Regions from separate parts of the Mus musculus genome. Here regions 1 and 2 are each linked to region 3. Evidence: chromatin contacts called from public HiChIP or PLAC-seq data. All regions are on one chromosome and are shown on one strand. Each heading gives the region's core, a stretch centred on a gene start, on an enhancer-like site or on the middle of the called end of the contact. The rest is flanking DNA. Distances are from core to core; before and after follow the strand shown. Region 1 has its middle 36 kb from the start of Gm51286. Region 2 has its middle 30 kb from the start of Gm34069. Region 3 has its middle 48 kb from the start of Fam76b.

Evidence for each region. HiChIP or PLAC-seq counts read pairs in DNA pulled down with a chosen protein or histone mark.
Region 1: a FOXA1 HiChIP or PLAC-seq map of pancreatic cancer cells shows a contact between it and region 3. The contact joins two enhancer-like sites. A contact is called at or near these places in 2 of 15 datasets of contacts at CTCF or cohesin (CD8 T cells and large pre-B cells), 2 of 484 Hi-C or Micro-C datasets (bone marrow-derived macrophages and olfactory sensory neurons) and 3 of 115 datasets of contacts at active chromatin or transcription factors (differentiating embryonic stem cells, fibro-adipogenic progenitors and pancreatic cancer cells).
Region 2: a FOXA1 HiChIP or PLAC-seq map of pancreatic cancer cells shows a contact between it and region 3. The contact joins two enhancer-like sites. A contact is called at or near these places in 1 of 15 datasets of contacts at CTCF or cohesin (large pre-B cells), 2 of 484 Hi-C or Micro-C datasets (bone marrow-derived macrophages and olfactory sensory neurons), 3 of 115 datasets of contacts at active chromatin or transcription factors (embryonic stem cells, pancreatic cancer cells and trophoblast stem cells) and 1 of 9 other capture datasets (liver).

The regions. Positions count from the first base shown.
Region 1 is chr9:14,214,365-14,218,053 of GRCm38.p6, forward strand. No RefSeq gene overlaps it. Among named protein-coding and RNA genes, the nearest start is that of Gm51286, 36 kb to the left of the region's middle. Within about 2 kb of position 1,312, at least 71 of the 459 cell types and tissues checked have an H3K27ac peak or open chromatin away from gene starts, as enhancers often do. A contact at or near this core is called in fibro-adipogenic progenitors and pancreatic cancer cells, where this site is marked.
Region 2 is chr9:14,232,694-14,236,520 of GRCm38.p6, forward strand. No RefSeq gene overlaps it. Among named protein-coding and RNA genes, the nearest start is that of Gm34069, 30 kb to the right of the region's middle. Within about 2 kb of position 1,253, at least 60 of the 459 cell types and tissues checked have an H3K27ac peak or open chromatin away from gene starts, as enhancers often do. A contact at or near this core is called in pancreatic cancer cells, where this site is marked.
Region 3 is chr9:13,874,067-13,877,710 of GRCm38.p6, forward strand. No RefSeq gene overlaps it. Among named protein-coding and RNA genes, the nearest start is that of Fam76b, 48 kb to the left of the region's middle. Within about 2 kb of position 1,370, at least 22 of the 459 cell types and tissues checked have an H3K27ac peak or open chromatin away from gene starts, as enhancers often do. A contact at or near this core is called in fibro-adipogenic progenitors and pancreatic cancer cells, where this site is marked.

The sequences.
Region 1 (3,689 bases), core at 62-2,561, 340 kb after region 3:
CCATTACACAGCTGAAAACATTTTAAGAGCATTTACCCTTCCCACTTGTGATAGTCAGCATTGACTATCAGCTTGACATGATCTAAAATCGAAAAGAAGTCAAGGCTCTGGGCATGCTTTTGGAGAACCTTCCTGATGTGGTTAAACTAAGGTGGGAATTCCCACCTGGGTGGTACCATTCCCTGGGCTTGGATCCCATACTGAATAAAATGAAGATCAGATGAGTATTAGCATCCATCTCCCTCTGCTTCCTGACCCTAGATGCAGTGTGGACAGCTGCCTCCCCTTAATGCCACCATAACTTCTTTGTCACCTCAAACTAGAGCCAAAATAAACTCCTCTTCCCTCCCTATATCACTTGTGCTGGGTGTTTTGTCATAGTGATCAGAAAGTACCGAGTCTAGTACCCCAGACTACCAAATTTGGAGTAGAGCAAAAGAAAGCAGAGGACAGTCTCTTCTTGTACAAGCTTTTGTGCCTTTGCAAATGGTCAGAAAGTCTCTCTACTGCTTTATCCCAGGCCCCTGCCACATAGTCACCACCTCTGTCTCTGACATAGGTATTAGATCTCTGGTTCTTATCTTACAATCTACAGAGCACATTGCCGAAGACATTACTTTGTTAAGAAATGGGGGCTGTTGTTACTGTTTTTATTTTTAGAGGTAAAAAAAGAGTCTGGTCTTTGTAGCAAAAGATCATTTTTCACTTCCTCCTAAGGCAGACAGGTCCTCTGAGATCTGCCCCCTTTCAAATGACACAGGCAGGAGCTGACCTCCTGTATTGCTGTCCTGAGTGTCCTCACTGCGGTGCATCTTGGATAAGAAATATATATAGAAGCAGAAAAGGAGTGAGAACATTAATCCTCTACTAAAAATCCCATGTTCTGTGTTCAGGGTCAGTTTCCCTAAGTTTTGCTTGGAGAATTGAGGTGGAAAAGGTTGGGAACTAGCCAAGGAGCTGGGTAAAATACAGCTGAATGAGGTGTTTTCCCGCATGCAAACAGTGTCACAGGGACTCATTTTTGCTTCGTCATGACTAGACAACCCAAATATCACCGGGCTGCATCAGCAGTCAGGTCTGGATTCTGTTATTGTCTGTCCCTCTGGTATTCAGAGATGCTGGCTCAGGAGAGACAGCACAATTCAATTTCCAAATGCATCTGAAATCCTTTAAGCCCTTTGTTGGAGGCATTTCGACATCACAGAGGGTGTGAGCCTTTTTCCTCTTGGTGGTTGCATCACAGCTACCAGGACAAGCACAACTGGCTCTTTCTCTGGAGAAACGTTGGCATCTGTGGTCCAAAGGTTAAGCATGCTGGGGCCTGGCTTGTTGAATTGCATTTCATTAGAGAGTACCAGGGAAGAGCCAGCTGAGCTCTGTGGCTCACTGGGGAAGCAATCTCTTGCTATTCTTTCTCCAGGAAAGGCAAGCAGCATATGTTGTTCTGCCTGTGGCACCAACAGTTCATTTCCACTGGCTTTTCTATAGCTTCAGCACCATTGGGATTGGAAGGGCGGGTTCTTTACTGCTTCCTGCAATACCTCTCTGAGTTCTTCTCCAAGTCTCTGCTTTTGTTCTACAGACTCTTCTCCAAGAGCTTTGTCTTGCTGGGGAGGTAAACACTTGACGAGATCCAGGGAAATTTAGCTGCTTTGATTTCTCACTGCCTTAACTCAGAGTCTGAAACAGCTATTGTGACTCTTGAGATAGTACTAAACGTTTATCTTAATCCTGTATACATACACCCCTCTGTTTCTCTTTACCCTCCCTGGGAAATGCTTACTAATGATTGTGCAACCACACTGATGCATATGGATGGGAAATGCTTACTAATGATTGTGGAATCACATTGATGCATATGGAAGAATCAGCTAAGACAAACATGACACATTCAGTGGTCATGGTGGCGATGCCGATTATGACGGTGGCAATTGTGGTGGCAGTGACAAGGACAATACTAACAAGCATTTGTTGAGATATTTGCATGTATTATGCACACCACAAAGTACTTTACACAAAGTCTCTCTTCTAACCCTCTGATTCTCTCCAACATTTACAAAGAGAAGTATTCTTGCCAGCTCCATTTTGCAGAGAAAAGTGAAGCCTAACCTAACAGAGACACGATTCTAACAAAAAACGAACCAGTGCTTAGTCATAGGGTAATGCTAATAGTGGATATGTCAGCTTCATGTCATCCTCAAAACTATGTCCTAGAAGATGATAGCTGATTATTGTTCTTCTTAACAACAAGCCCTGAGACCATAATGATTATGGCCATAATTATTGAAAATTTTACATAGGAGACATTGTGCTTGGAACCTCACACAAATCTCTATGCCCATAAATGACAGATCAGCTTGAGCCTCTCAAACATAAACATCTCCAATGCAAGAGACTGCTGGCTGAAACATTCTATATACTGGCATGATGTCATAAGTGGAAAATTCCACATCTAAATTCAAGAAACAGAATACAGTAAAAAAATAAATAAATAAATAAATAAATAAATAAATAAATAAATAAAGGCACAGCGGATGTGTTTGGAGTCCCCTGTTTTATTTAACTAAATCTGTTTAGATGTGTTCACTTGGGTCTTTCCTGAAGAAAGGTCTTTGTTAGAATGCTTCCAGATCCTTCTTGACCACCACAAAGTCATCATTATAACCCATTATTTCTTCTCAACCATCAGACCTAGCCAGAGACACTGGAAAAACAAAACAAAACAAAACAAAACTGCAGGTGTGTTAGGTCTCTGTTGCAGCTTCCATTTCTCTGCTGTAAGCTCTTTGCGCTCCAGAGATTCACTGCCTAATTGTCTCCATGTTGGTTCCAGCCAGCCTTTGACTCCCATGGTGCTTCCTTCAGATGGCTTCTGTGACCCAGTGGCTGAAGATCCTTTGGCCTTTTCTTCCGGGTTTCAGCAGCGGCTCTCCCAGTCCTTGCCTGCATTTTCTCCCTCATGGAAGATCTATTAGTGTAAACAGCTCACCTGTCAAAATAGACTATGCTCCAAGGGGCAAAATGTTCATCTTATCATCTTCAAATATCAACAAACCTTAGAAAACAAAATATACTAAAAATGCACTTATAGGGCTGGAGAGACAGCTCAGCAGGTAAAAGTTTGCCAAGTTTGGTGACCTGTGTTTGACCCCTGGAGCAAACAGAATAGGAGAGAAGGGACTCCCTCAAGTTGTTCTCTGACCTCTATAGGCAGCTGTGACTTGTGTGTTTGTGTGTGTGTGTGTATGTGTGTGTGTATCCTCTCACAAAATAAATGAATGTAAAAAATAAAATGCAGATATAAAATTACTGAATTGGTAGATTAGATCAAATTACTAGAGAGCATAATTTAAAAATACCAACACTAAAATTGTGGAGGAAAAGTGACAAGCAGAGACATTAGATCACATAAGACATGTGCATGTCCCAAAAGCAGTGTCCTTTTCAGCTCTCTAACTGAAAATGCCTGTGTGCTGGTATAGAATATATATATCATATACTATACTTCACACTCCTCTGGGGAGCTGATAATCAAGTCTTCCCATACCGTGTGTCTTCAGTGAAAGAAGAAGCTCTTGTTATCAGCTCAGGGTGCACTTTTCACCATAAGACATATGTCAGTAATTATTACATTCATTTGTTTATTGTCTCTCTGTGAGAATATAAGGGAATGCCCTTCCTCTCACTGG
Region 2 (3,827 bases), core at 3-2,502, 360 kb after region 3:
ACTAATTGAGGAAATGCCTTACAGTTGGATCTCATGGAGGCATTTTCTCAACTGAAGCTCCTTTCTCTGTGATAACTCCAGCTGTGTCAAGTTGACACAAAACCAGCCAGTACACCACCCTTTCTGTTTATAGTGTTGGTCCAACAGATCACTTTCCATACCATGCCACTGGAAGGTTGGAAACAATATGGCTCCTGTCATTCACTTGACAAATATTTATTGGACAGTGACCATGTGCCAGATGTTGTTCCAGCACAAGGATACACAGAAACAGCAAGGTCTCTGCATTCAAAGCAAATTGCATTCACTTCTGAGGAGAAAGGGAGATGAGAGACAATTCTGTTATATTTTTCCTCCCCCTTCCCCTCCCCCTCCTTGTCTTGATGATGAAGAGATGAGAAAAGAAGCATGTGGGAGTAGAGAAACCACGTGCAAGCATGTAACTTGGAGCCTGGAACCACCTTGTTCCTTGAACTAAAAGCTAATATGGCTTCAACCTTGTCATGAAAAGAACAGAATTGGAGTGTGTGGGGTTGTAGGCCCATGAAAGACATACATCTCTCTTCTACAAGGCATTTTAGTCAGAGTGGTAATGGACAGCTGCCGTGATTGATGTCTGAGCATGTAATTAATTACTTATCAGACTGAGGTGTCTCAGTGGTTAAAAAAAAAAGCCAAAATTCGGAGATCTGCTTCCACGACGCTTTGATAGCTCTTGTCCAGATCTAAGCACTGACACACAGTCTGCATCGGGAGCCCTTTCCCCACCATCCTCACAAAACACTTGTCAGAAACATTTGTCTCTATCTGGTCACTCAACCTTGAGGTCAAATGATAATTTATATACCCAAGAAGCTGGAGACGCTGGGATTCCCATAACAGACCTATCCTTGCCACCTTTGGAGGGCACGCTAGGCTTCAACATCAGCACAGAAGAGAGTGAAGACATCTCTTTCTTCAATTGTTAGGTTTTTCTGGAGTCAGCTCTGCTCCGCAGACTGCCTCATAACCTGCAAGTCTTAGAAGTGCTCTCTCAGTTTGCCCTCTTTGTTTCCCACCCTACTCCCAGCCTAAGGAGCCTCAACATCCACAGGACACCTCCCCTTCCCTTTCCTCTGTTTCAAAGGTGAGTGCAGACTGAGCAGTAGGCAGCTGACTCTATGAAATGCACCCTGCTGGGTGCGGCAAAAGAAACTTAAGCTCTTAGCTCACGCATCTGGAATTTGTCTTGTGCCTGCTAAGTGCAAATCTGCAGGTTTAATGATTAATTGGAATGACAACAGAGGCCTGTGCAGGGTGGGTGATGTCTATGGAAGACTGGCTGCATCTCTCTGTGCAGTTAGAAGCCCAGGAAGCCGAGGCCATGAAGTTGATGGAAAAGCAGCCCTCCACCAGAGAGACCCGGAAGCCACCTTAAAGCTGCCACTTCACTTGCATACGGAAGAGGAAAGCTGTGACACCTAAGAAGGGAAAGAGGAAGGAGTTATGTTATCTTATTTCCTCTCCACTAGTTGACCTTTGACTTCTGTGTTTTGTCCACTCCACCTGTGGAAAAGTCCCTTCAGGGTTTAGGAAACTGGAACTCTGGATTGCTGGGCTGTTGAGTCCCGCTCTCAGCCCTTTAAATCAGCCCTTTTGAGGAACTTTCACCTCTTCTAGCTCCTTATACTTGCGAGATTAAAAATCCTTAAATTAAAAACAACTCTTTCCTAAACTGGGCGTGGTGGCGCACGCCTTTAATCCCAGCACTCGGGAGGCAGAGGCAGGCGGATTTCTGAGTTCGAGGCCAGCCTGGTCCACAAAGTGAGCTCCAGGACAGCCAGGGCTATACAGAGAAACCCTGTCTCGAAAAACCAAAAAAAAAAAAAAAAAAAAAAACCACAACTCTTTCTCCTACTGTGATGACCTGTGGTTAACTCATCTAATAGGTCAGCTTAGAGTCCAGTTTCTGTGTTTTACCTCTTAAGCAATTAGCTCCACAAAGCCTTTTGTATAGTGGGCTACAAGAACTGTCCTCACTGTGGTCATGAAAACTGGATGCAATTAGATAATGCCCAGTGTCTCACACATGACACGCTTCCCTTTGTCATTGTCCTTCACTAGCCTGAGAGCAGTTGATGACAAATAAAAATCTTAAGAGACTTGATGAGCCAGCATTTGTCTGTTGTACCTGAGCCCACTGCAGCTGAGCCCCATGCTGTTTGGTGGTGCACGGCTCTGGGGCTCGCTGGCTACGCACCAAGGTTAGTTGGGTGCTGGGGAGCAAGGTGAGTGCCACTCATCTGTCCTGCTGTGCCTGTGCTCTGTACCTGGTCCTCAGAACTGAGTCACGTGACGGAACTCACACTAACTGTCTTTAGAATCAAATGCAGGTCCGGGGTATCTCCAAGACAACAACAGCCCAGCAATCCAGAGTTCCAGTTTCCTAAACCCTGAAGGGACTTTTCCACAGGTTTGGAGGCAACAAGATATGCATTGCCTGCCTCATTATTTGTCACTGCCTGTCCCCGGACTCAAGTCCTTTCCTTTCTTGCCAATATGCAATCTTCTCACATGGCTTTCGAGTGCTCATGCCTAGACCTTCATGGCGGTGACTCACACCTTAGTTACTGAGCCTGTGGGGTTTGTGCAGTGTCCTAATAGCACAGGCCTGGGCCTACTTTCCAAGTCTTCCATTTGTTAGTGGAACTGAGCTCCTTGTCCCTAATTGTACCTGGTTTTAAATTTCCAGCCTTTACACCTTTGCTCTCTGTTTACTCCGTTCTTTGCCTTCCCCCTGCTGACCCACATTACCTCATTTTGTCAATATTCTTCTGTCTTCGTGAATTCAGCTCAAACATGCCCTCTCTTGCACCTTGTTCTTGCCTGCTCTATCTCTCTTCTTCCTCCTCTGAGTCTCAACTTCTCTTATGCAAAGTTCACTTGGAGTGTCATTTTCAAACTACACATTTCTTCCTCTAGCTCAGTATGCCATGCTAGGTAGTCACTTCTCTGATATAATTTGAGATCCTACAAAATGTTTTGGGAATAGCTAAGGGCTGATTGGCTGATCCAAGCAAGGTATCCATAAGTCAAATAACTTATCAGCTATCCAACATGAGCAAACATAGTGTCCAAGTGCCAGGGAAACACAGGTGATTGACTAGGCAAAATCTTTGTTCTTGAAGACCCTATGTTTTATACAAATAAATTCTAGAAGTATTTTAAAAACCGAGGTGTAGAATGTTCCTTCTGTTCCTTCTGTGGTAGGAGAATGTATTCCAGACTGGTACCTCTTTGTTATTCTGTTAAAGTCATGCCTAATTAAGGTCCTACCACCTAGTGTTTACTTTAACAGATATCATTGCATTTGATCCTGACAACAGTGCTAAGAAGTCAGAACTGTTGCAACATTTGAGGAAACAATGGCTCGGTGAAGGCCAATACTCTATCCAAGCCTACAAGAGTGAGCCCAGGAAGACTCAGAGTCTGCTTTACTGTGAGAAGTTCTATCCACCAGCCATGGTATCACCCAAGAGTCTCCATACTGACACAAGCCACTTGACCCATGGGTTGCCTTTTCTGGTTTTCCACTTGTAAGTTTCCCAGAACTCAGTCTTCATGGCTAAAACTCTACACATCACTTGACACATTTTCAGATGAAAACATTTGTGCCACAAATTTCAATGAGTTCTTTCAGAAGCACCACCAGCTATCCCTTTGTCTATAGAATGTTACAAGACTACCACTAATTTAGGTTCACCTACAGCTACAGAGTTGCCTTTGACAGGGTCATTACACCCCAGACTCCTAAGAGGACCTCGTACTCACAGAGTCCCCCTGTTTCT
Region 3 (3,644 bases), core at 120-2,619:
AACATGACCACATTTTCAGCCATCTGCAGTGGCTGCTTCCCACGCACACAGGCTTAGTCGCTGTACACAAACACACACCTTTGCCTAAACTTCAACACCAGCCTAAAAGTCACTGCCATCTCTTCAACTCTTTAAAGTTCATATGCATTTTTCTTTTAGGACATCGATAGTCTCTTTCATTTGCAATCTTTCTATTTCTGCTCGTTTGAACGCCAAGGAAAATGGAGGTGAAAGTTTGTCTTGTTTCTGTTCTTGTTCCCTAAAGTCATGTTTTGGGATGAAACCCAAGATACACTGCTCTCACCTCTCACTGTGCATTAGGTAGACCTACTGCAAAGGACACCTTCATCCACATCCTCTCATTTCAAAGCTTCCTAGGGCAGTGCAGTTTTGTGGACAACTTTGGAAAAGTACCTCAGAGTCAGTAAATTCTGCTTTTCAGAAATTCCTTTTACATTTAACTAAAGTACCTCCCACTGCCTTTAGAGGTCAGTCGAGAGTTTCCAGATGGCATACAGAGCCTTGGATGGAGGCTTGGTAAGAGCCAAGGTGTCAGGTTTAGGTACAACTGAGTTCCAGTCTAGTCTCTCCTTCCAATGAGAATATAACTTGAGGCAGTTGCATGACTGTCTTGTGTCCTAGTTTACTCAATTGAAGACTGAGGAAAGGGATATACATAACGGGAAGGTAATGTTTGCCAGCCTGGCTGTCCTCATGGTGGACAGCTGATGAACAGTGACCTCATATTTGCTCAAGGGGAGTGGGAACCAGGAATTACTTGGGTTCAATTGCTCATAGCCCTTACATGGTGTGTGGCATTGTGTAAATGTAACTAACAACAAGTACAAAACCCCAGAGTAGGGAAGCTACTAAGTAGCTTCATGCTCAGATCAATCTTTCCTGATTTCTGAATCTTTGTTTCTCTTCTGTGAAATGGCTGGTTTAGAAATGACCCTTTGCCCTTGAGTACTTATGAGGAATATTTTTGTCTTCTTCTGTCAGAGAAGGAACTTCCTTCCAGAAAAGCAAGTTGTTTAGATAAAGTTTGTGGATCTAAAAATTGTAGTCCCCTCCGCTGGTGGGGCGGTGTGGACCTTGTGGTCTCTCACTGTCCAGGCTCTGTCAGTCTTTTTTTTTTTTTTTTTTTTTTTTTTGAACAGACGTTGATTGTACATAGTAAGGAACTCAATGTAATAGTTAGCTGCATCTTGAAATCCCTTCAAAGGGAGATGATAGAAGCTGTGTCATACTTTCTTGGTGGATTCAAGATGAAAAAGACAGATAGGTTTGGTTTCTGTTCCTTTGGCATTCCTTCATGGGAGGCTCAAGACGGAACACTGAGCACTGGTTACTAAGTAACAGCAGAGGTGATGGGGAGCTGAAGAAGCCAAAGCCTCGCATTGAACAGTCCTTTCATTTCCTGTCCTGGTGACTAATGCCTTCAGCTTTCTTCCTGGAAGCTTCCCAAGCTTTTTGCTTGCTGTTCACCTTGACTCTGTCCAATATTTTTGACTGTGGTTAAATGAGGCAGCAGTTTATGGGAGCACAGAGCTGAAGCAAACCAGTAGGCAAATCCTAGGAGAAGGAAGACAGAGAACCCTCAGTACCTACAGTATTTTGCAGAATTTGTGTTCATGCCTGGCTCTTTGGGGTGGGAGGGTTCTGCAGTTTCCAGCATTGATATTAATTGTCATTATATCAATGTTTCTGACAGACCTTGTGAGAGCCTGTGAGCTTCAGTGCCAATAACAAATAGATCAGAAAGCATTTTGCTGGCACCTTCTGATGCTCCTGCCTCAGTGGCTCTGGGATGTGCTTCCAGCCTCTGTCACTGTCCCTTTCCACGGGTCCCCTGCTTCTTTGTCTGCAGTTGTCTCTAGTATTGAAGCCTCACTCACCAACTACCACAACGTCCATCACTCTTGACTCCCTGAAATCTCAGACAAGCGTCTCCATGCTCTGTACTCTTTCTCTGGTCACCCTGGTTTTCCTTCACAGGTTGTCTTTTCATGAACAAGATGAGTCTTGCGATATCAAAATAAAAATAGCGAAGATGCAGCATGTGGTTTTGGGCACCTGCTGGAGTGTGAGCTCCGTTGGCTCTCTGGAAACAATGCAGAGAAGGCTGGAGCTAACCAGCCTCCAGTGCACTCTTTGTGCCATGCTGCGGCTCACATGGCCACGTCTGCCTTTTCTGTGCTGATAGTTTTAGAATTAGAACATATTCTCCCAGAATCGTTGGTCAGCTTGGGTTTTACAGCGAGCACAATCCTTTCAGGCTTTTTCTGAGGGAAGGGATCTGTGACTTTTCACAGGAACATTGCTGCCTGGTGGTGTCTTAACCCAGAGAGGATTTTTCACAGCTAGGCTTGATTGTTCTAAAATCCATCTTGCCAGCTGGGAAGAGAGGCCAGCTTCTAACCTTAGAGGTCACATGAAAGAAGAAAACTATGTATTTCATACATAATAACTCCTGTTGCTCTCTGTCTGCTCTGTCTAGGTTTTAGCATTTGTGGAAGAGGGACAAAACCCCACAACTGACATAATTTCAGGAATAGAGATAATTTTTGAGATTTTATATCTGAAATCTAACCCCAAGAGAGTCATTCCTTTGGCTCTTCCTTCAAGTTTCTTATAAAGGTATACATATCACTGAGAACACTGTATTTTAAGCATAAAGTGGTTTTATTTTTTTTATCTTTTTATTTTTTTGCTTTTTTGTTTTGTTTGTTTTTACTTACCATACCTCGAGACAATGTCAGTCCACACCCGAGGGGAAATCATGAACAAGGAGCTGAAACGTAAGCAGCGGCGAGGACAGCCGCTCCCAGCCCAGGCTGGTGCTGAAAGAAACAATAAGGACAAATTTTGACAAGTTCAGAGTTTTGTTTGCTTGCTTTTGTTTTTGTTTTGTCTTCCATTTGTGTTTGGTTATTCATTGCAAGATGCTTTGCCACTTATAGGTTGTGTGTTATGAGTTGTGTTAAATAATTAGCAACATTAAACATGAGCTTGTACGAGTGGGTAAGTAGATGCATGGTGTTAAAATGTGGAAAATCTGTTTTCCAGTAACTCGTACAAGAACCAACACAATCTTCACCTGCATCACTTTTATGTAGGTAATGGATGCTCTCGTTTTCATTTGCTCAAATTCCACTTGCGCACTGTGGACCACCCTCATCCTCCCTCGGTGGGATGGGAAGGAGAGAAAAATCTTTACTCACATTGGAATGTTTGTGGACACAGACATAGTTATGGATCTGAATCACAAAAACAGATCAGAGTATGCAGTACCCTTCAAGGGCATGAGAGCAAAAGGGTTCAGAGATAGAAATGGAGAACAGAATTCCCAAAGCCAGAGAAGATGTGGGCAGGAAGAAGTGTCTGAGTGAACTCTTTTAGCAAATGAAGAATGCTGAGAGCCAGGTCTTAGGAGTAGGCATCTATGTTTTCCTAATGCCAAAGACGGGGTCAGGCCAGATATGTTTACAGGGGCCAGGTGAGACAGAGCCTTCTGATCCATTCTCTTCTCCAGCTCTTTGTTGGGCCTTGTGAACATAAGCCACTATCTCACTGATACTTGCTCCATAAGATCTTTATACATCCTTGTACCTGTGTCTTCACATAAAGCCGTTCAGGTAAAT